2 separate regions of the Sus scrofa genome follow, and region 2 is linked to region 1. A link is a contact called in public Hi-C data. All regions are on one chromosome and are shown on one strand. The core of a region is the stretch at or near the end of the contact, and the rest is flanking DNA. Distances in the headings are between cores, read along the strand shown. Region 1 holds the start of ERAP2 (endoplasmic reticulum aminopeptidase 2). Region 2 holds the start of LIX1 (protein limb expression 1 homolog).

What was found. A called contact is a pair of places that touch in the nucleus more often than the background predicts.
Region 2: a Hi-C map of mesenteric adipose tissue shows a contact between it and region 1, with 2.1 times the contacts expected there. The contact joins the promoter of LIX1 here to the promoter of ERAP2 in region 1. A contact is called at or near these places in 2 of 5 promoter capture datasets (fetal liver and liver), 13 of 47 Hi-C or Micro-C datasets (embryonic fibroblasts, epiblast stem cells, fetal heart ventricle and 8 more) and 2 of 2 datasets of contacts at active chromatin or transcription factors (alveolar macrophages and skeletal muscle).

What each region holds. Positions count from the first base shown.
Region 1 is chr2:103,509,021-103,511,894 of Sscrofa11.1, reverse strand. It overlaps ERAP2 (endoplasmic reticulum aminopeptidase 2), which reads right to left and starts at 1,470. Exons shown (of 17, transcript XM_021085395.1): 1 at 392-1,470. LOC110259692 (a long non-coding RNA gene) reads left to right here. Exons shown (of 3, transcript XR_002342061.1): 1 at 1-190.
Region 2 is chr2:103,800,400-103,803,242 of Sscrofa11.1, reverse strand. LIX1 (protein limb expression 1 homolog) reads left to right here and starts at 1,364. Exons shown (of 8, transcript XM_003123811.5): 1 at 1,364-2,843. It overlaps RIOK2 (serine/threonine-protein kinase RIO2), which reads left to right. Exons shown (of 16, transcript XM_021085153.1): 15 at 912-951; 16 at 954-1,199. The coding sequence ends at 1,075.

The DNA of each region.
Region 1 (2,874 bases), core at 221-2,720:
AACCTGGAGGTGAGTGACTGTTGCAAACACAGAAAGCTTGATGAAGAATCAGGACTAAAATACGGCTCATTGACCCTTCCTTTACATGGCACTTTATTGCAGGGAACAAGATATCTGGGGATTGGAGACAATGAAATCTGCAACAAACATCTGGGGGAAAAAAACGAAGAGAATCTCCCAAAGAGAGTGGGTCAGTGAAACAGAAAATTTCTTAAACCCTGTCCTTAACTGCACATGCTTTCCAACACAGTAACGCCAGATTTGCCCGCCTTCCCCAGATCCTCACCTGAGATTGCAAGCGCTCCTCAATACAGAAGTTTTATACATTCAAGTCAGGTCATTATTCTCACTAAAAACAAGGATTTTAAAAGAAATTCAAGAGAAATATTACCTTAATCCATGTGGTTGCAGATTTGAACGGAGGGGAATTTATTTTTGCTTTCACTTTCTATTCTGGTAAGACTTAGAACTTTGCATAAATGTAGCTAAGAAGCAGGTTTCAGAGTAAAGGCCACACCATGGCAAGGCCGGCTAGGACTCTAGCATCTCAGAGGCTGCTATCCCTGCTGCTTTATCTTTCCTATTCCCATATTCCCAGATGCAAAGCCCTCAGACCTAGGGGGTTTTTGTTGTTGTTGTTGTTTGTTTGTTTTTTTAAATGCTGAGTTATTTTAAGACATGATCTTGAATTCCCCCCTGTGCTGTGTCCATATTACCATGCAATCTGATCTCTGTCCATCTACTTGAAAAGGAAACTCCCAGCCAGCTTCTGTGGGCTTTACCAGAGGTCATTATCCCTGGCTTTTCTCTGTAACCTCTTACCTCCTGGGCATAAAGGGGCTGTTCTCCAGCTGCATATCTCCCCATCTTTTGGGGCCTCCTCCTCCTCCTTACCACCCTGGATACAGGCCTTCCACAAAGATAAAACCTCTGTTCTCTGCTCTTTTCCCACTTTACTCTTTTCCTTGGAGAACATGTTCAAGGGCAGAGATTTCGCCTTTATCCTCATCTGTCCTGCATTTATCTCCTGATCCCTCCTTTCCGGTTTCAGCTGCTCTGGTTCCAAAAGCCTGATGGACCGTCTTCACCTGAATGTTCTACTAACAACTCAAACAATGTCTTCCTCCCCCAGGTGGGTGCTTTTTGCTTTAAGTTCATCTGCTTCAAGCCCTCCTTCATTGTCTAGGATTGGACCCTATCACTCTTTTGATTCTGCTCCACTTGGGTTTGTTACCAAGTCCTGTTGAGTCTTCCTTTTTAATCTCATTTTACCCGACTTAAAAAAAAATTTTTTTCCCCACAGTCATTAAAGCAGCCCAGATCCTCCTTACTCCTTGCAACGGCCTTCAAACAAGTCTTGCTGCTTCTCAAGACGTGCCCTTGCAGGCCACTTGTATGATGCCTGCCAGCAGGTTAATGCTTTCACCACTGCTTGGTCACGCCACCTCGCTGCTCAAAACCTCCTCCCTATGGTTTCCTCTGTTTACGCACAGAGGCAGTTCCTGTGGGGAGACCATGTGCAGCCCACTGGCTGCCTATGGGCCCCATGACCTCTTTCAAAGCCTGTCTGGCGTTTTGTTTACATCCTGTTGCATTAAAGGGCCATGCACCCATGAGTGGTGTTCTCAAGTGAAATATAGTGAGCTTGGTTCCTGCTGTCTTTAGGCCTCCTTCCTATGCTGGTTTTCATGCCTTTTCCTGCTGGGTATTATTGCTAGTTGTAGTCTATGCTTTGGTTCAGTATTCAAATGCTGCCATGATTAGATCCCTGTTAGGTCTTGGACTATTTTTTTTCCCTTTTTATATTTTATCATTTTTTCTTTCTACATTTTATGATTTCAACCTGGATGAAAAACTTAAAGTAGAAGGGGGAAAAACAAGGAGGTAGCTTACTCCTAGAAAGTGGCACAGGCCTGGATGGGGTCCCTCAGAGTGGCATTTCCTATAGTTAAAGGGGTACCATGAGGTGGGGTTACAGATGCAAACAGGTAACTGGAGGAGAGGGGACACGAAAAAGAAGAGGCACATGGGCTAAAAAACCTGGAGGTTTTTGGAAATCTATTTCTGCAGTGGGGAAGGGAGGGGTGAAGAAGCTTTGGGGGGGGTAGCTCTGTGACAAGAAATACCTCGTCATTCCATGTCACAAGACCCATGTCTGTGTGTTCTCAGAACTCTCCCCTGCCCGTGAGAACAGAAGTGGTGACAGAGGATGAAGAAATGGGGCCATCAGGAAGTGGAGTAGGGTCTGGGTGACTGCAAAATTCACTGTTTAAAACTATGTCTTGGACTTCCCTTAGAGGTTAAGGATTCAGTGTTGTCACTGCTGTGGCTTGGTTCAATCCCTGGCCTGGGGAACTTCCTACATGCCACAGGGGCGGCTAAAAAACATTTCTTTTTCTTACTATAAGAGGTTTCTAATCTTTTTATTTCCTGATAAGAGAGCAAGCTTTGGGATGCTTGCTGCTTAGGGAATTCACATGTCCCTTCATCCTCGTCTTCTCTGTCTCTTGCTCAGAGACTCTCCTTCAATGCGCTCCTACCACCACCCAGTCTATCCCTGTAGTCTGCTTTTGTTTTCTCAGCATTTACTGGTTCCTGGTGGTTTGATACATTTTTTTTTTTTGGTCTTTTTTTTTAGGGCCACACTCACAGCATATGGAGGTTCCCAGGCTAGGGATCAAATCGGAGCTGTAGCTGTTGGCCTACGGCCACAGCAATGCCAGATCTGAGCCTCATCTGTGACCTACACCATAGCTCATGGCAAAGCTGGATCCTTAATCCACTGAGCAAGACCAGGGATCGAACCTGCATCCTCATGGATGCCAGTCAGATTCGTTTCTGCCGAGCCACAAAGGGAACTCCTCTATGTATTGA
Region 2 (2,843 bases), core at 115-2,614, 290 kb before region 1:
AAGCCCATTTACCTAAATGCTACGTAAAATAATCCAAAGTTTACATTTAACTTACGTGACCCAGAGTTATAGTCCAGGAAATACATTTGATAGACTAGTTTTTCTATCCCTTTTTATCTCTCAAATCCATTACTCTTTAATTTTTACCTTGACAAAATTTTAATAAATGATTCTTTGTGCTAGCATAGGATAGGGCCTGTTAAGAAGAGACCCTTGCTTCAACAGTTTCAGCACTTCTTTCTTTAGGAGACTGGTTGGATGATGGCAAGGTTATATTACAATTAAATAACAAGCTATAGTGATTCACAGGAAAGAAAAAAGTTATTGTGAATGGACTGGTCAGATTTTTCTTCATCTTGTAAATCATGTGAGATTAGCAGCCTATGTCTTGAGTGATAAGAGAGAACTTGAATTTATGGTTATTCACCATGTGAAAACATACTGTTTCTTCCAGAAACTATATGAGGACTTTTCTATGGGTAACTGTACCATCAGGGTCATTTCTACACAAGTTATGAAGGCACTCCTGCATATGTTTTGACCAGTAGTAAATGCTTTCAAACATAATTTTCCACTACAAAGTTTGGGGTTTTAGTTGGTGAGTTGGTTGGTTTTTCCTAGTTTTACCTATAGACACTAGGTGGCACTATGATGATTTGTTATTCAAAGAATTATCAACTACATACTATATTTTGCTAAAATCTATTTGTTAGGAATTTAATTCCTCCTGTTTTTGTAACAGTTGGTGTTTTATTTTATTGATGGTTCACATAGTACTGTCAATTTTTGGAATTTTAAAATATGCTTTTAACAGAAATTTGAAAAATATTAGCAATATAAATGTTTTATTGAATGTTTATACCTTGTCAAATGTCAATAATTAGTAATACTAATTCATGAAATATTTCTAGGAATTGGTGAAACAGAAGGTGAGACGTCAGTTGACAAAACAGCAAAATCAGCTGTCAGACGTCGATTGCAGAAAGGAGAAGCAAATATATTTACCAAGCAACGGAGAGAAAACATGCAGAATATTAAATCAAGCTTGGAAGCAGCTACCTTTTGGGGAGAGTAATATTATTCAAGATCTTGACTATTTTTCATTCAGCTACTCTGATCCCTTCTTAAGCCACCTTCAGTATTTTTTGGACCAAGACAGATACATATAAATAGATAAATAAACCCTCTTTCTTGATAAATTTGACTCATTCAATATATGTCTTCTAAAGAGTAACTAGAAATTCTGCTAAAGCAATCCAACTTTCCAAGTAATTTTTATTAGGAATATTTACATATTTAAAAGAATCTTAATATCACTGTTTTTGTTTTTTGTTCTCAAACAGGTATATTGCTTTGTTTCATATACCAGCTTTTCTTCTTAGAAACAACCTTAGCCAAGTCTTAATTCTTTCTCCCTCTCTCTTCCTTCTGGCTCATCAGCTTTCTCACTGTTAACATTGGATTTATAACCACTTTGTATCACTGTTTTGTTTGTTTGTTTATTTGGCCATACCCACAGGGTGTGGCAATTCCTGGACCAGAAATCAAACCTGCACTATACCAGTGACCTGAGCCACAGTGGTGACAGTGCTGGATCCTTAACTTGCTTCACCACCAGAAAATTCCTATAATGCTGTTTTGAGGATTGCGTGAGACAATGTGCAGAAAGCACTTTATAACAATGCCTGGCACTTTAAAGTGTAACTGTTGGAATGATAATTATAATGATGTTTATCTTTCTGAAAATCTCCAAACAACTTGGTTGCAGTTTATTTAGCCACTGGAAGAATTCACTGTCATCTGTTTTATTTAGTCTCTAGTATTAAGGATAAGCCAGTCATGCCTAATTTTATTTTCTGTTATTTAAATTGATAATGTTCATGGAATAGAAACTTTAAATAGTCCCACCATGATTTTTACAGTTGCTGTTTTTACAGTTTTGTAGCCTGACAGAAGTAGAAAAGTTAGAGGTGGGGAAAGGTAAAGAGATAAGAAGTGAAAAGTTCTTTCTGGTATTTTTAGTTGAGTAGGTCTTAAATATATCTCATGTCGAAATTAGCAAATAGAGTTGATCCTTGGACAATATGAGTTTGAACTGCAAGAGTCTAGTTATATATGGATGTTTTTCAGTAAATACATACTATAGTAAGTTTTGTGTGATCTCAGGTTGCCTGAATTTGCAGATGTGGGAGGACTGACTCTAAGGTTATAGGTGGATTTTTGACTTGGGGTGAGTGTCAGTGCTCTTGAATCCCACGTTTAAGGGTCAGCTGTACTCACTGAGAGCCAGAAAGAAAGACAATACATAAGACGTGGTTTCTTCCTCAAAGACTTTATAATCCAGTGAGATGTGATTAAGTATACCTCTCTGATGATACTCCAGTCTCATCAGCATGCCCATTATTTCAGAAAAGGGTATGTCACCTGCAGTGAAAAATGGCCACTAGATGGCATTGTCACCCCATCATCACCAAATAGGACTTTCTTGAATTACTTGGATCTGTGGTTACGATTGTCCAGGAGAAATAACAAATTCTTTTCCAAGATTGATAAAGCCAGCAGATTCCCTTTCACCTTTGTAAAATTAATTCTACTGGCCATTTGCAAGACCTATCTAATAAATTCATCTTAATGGTACAGATGCAGGAAAATGTCAAATCTAATCCCTTGAAAAGTACACTAATTTTCAAAGTATTTACATAATTTTGAATTTTAGGCATGTTTATGTCTTTCAATTCAGGTATTCACTTTTTGTAATCTGTCTACCTTAAAGCATTTTAATAATATAAAATAATGTTGAAAACAGCTTAGTAGAACCATAAGATGTTGATTTTGGAATACAT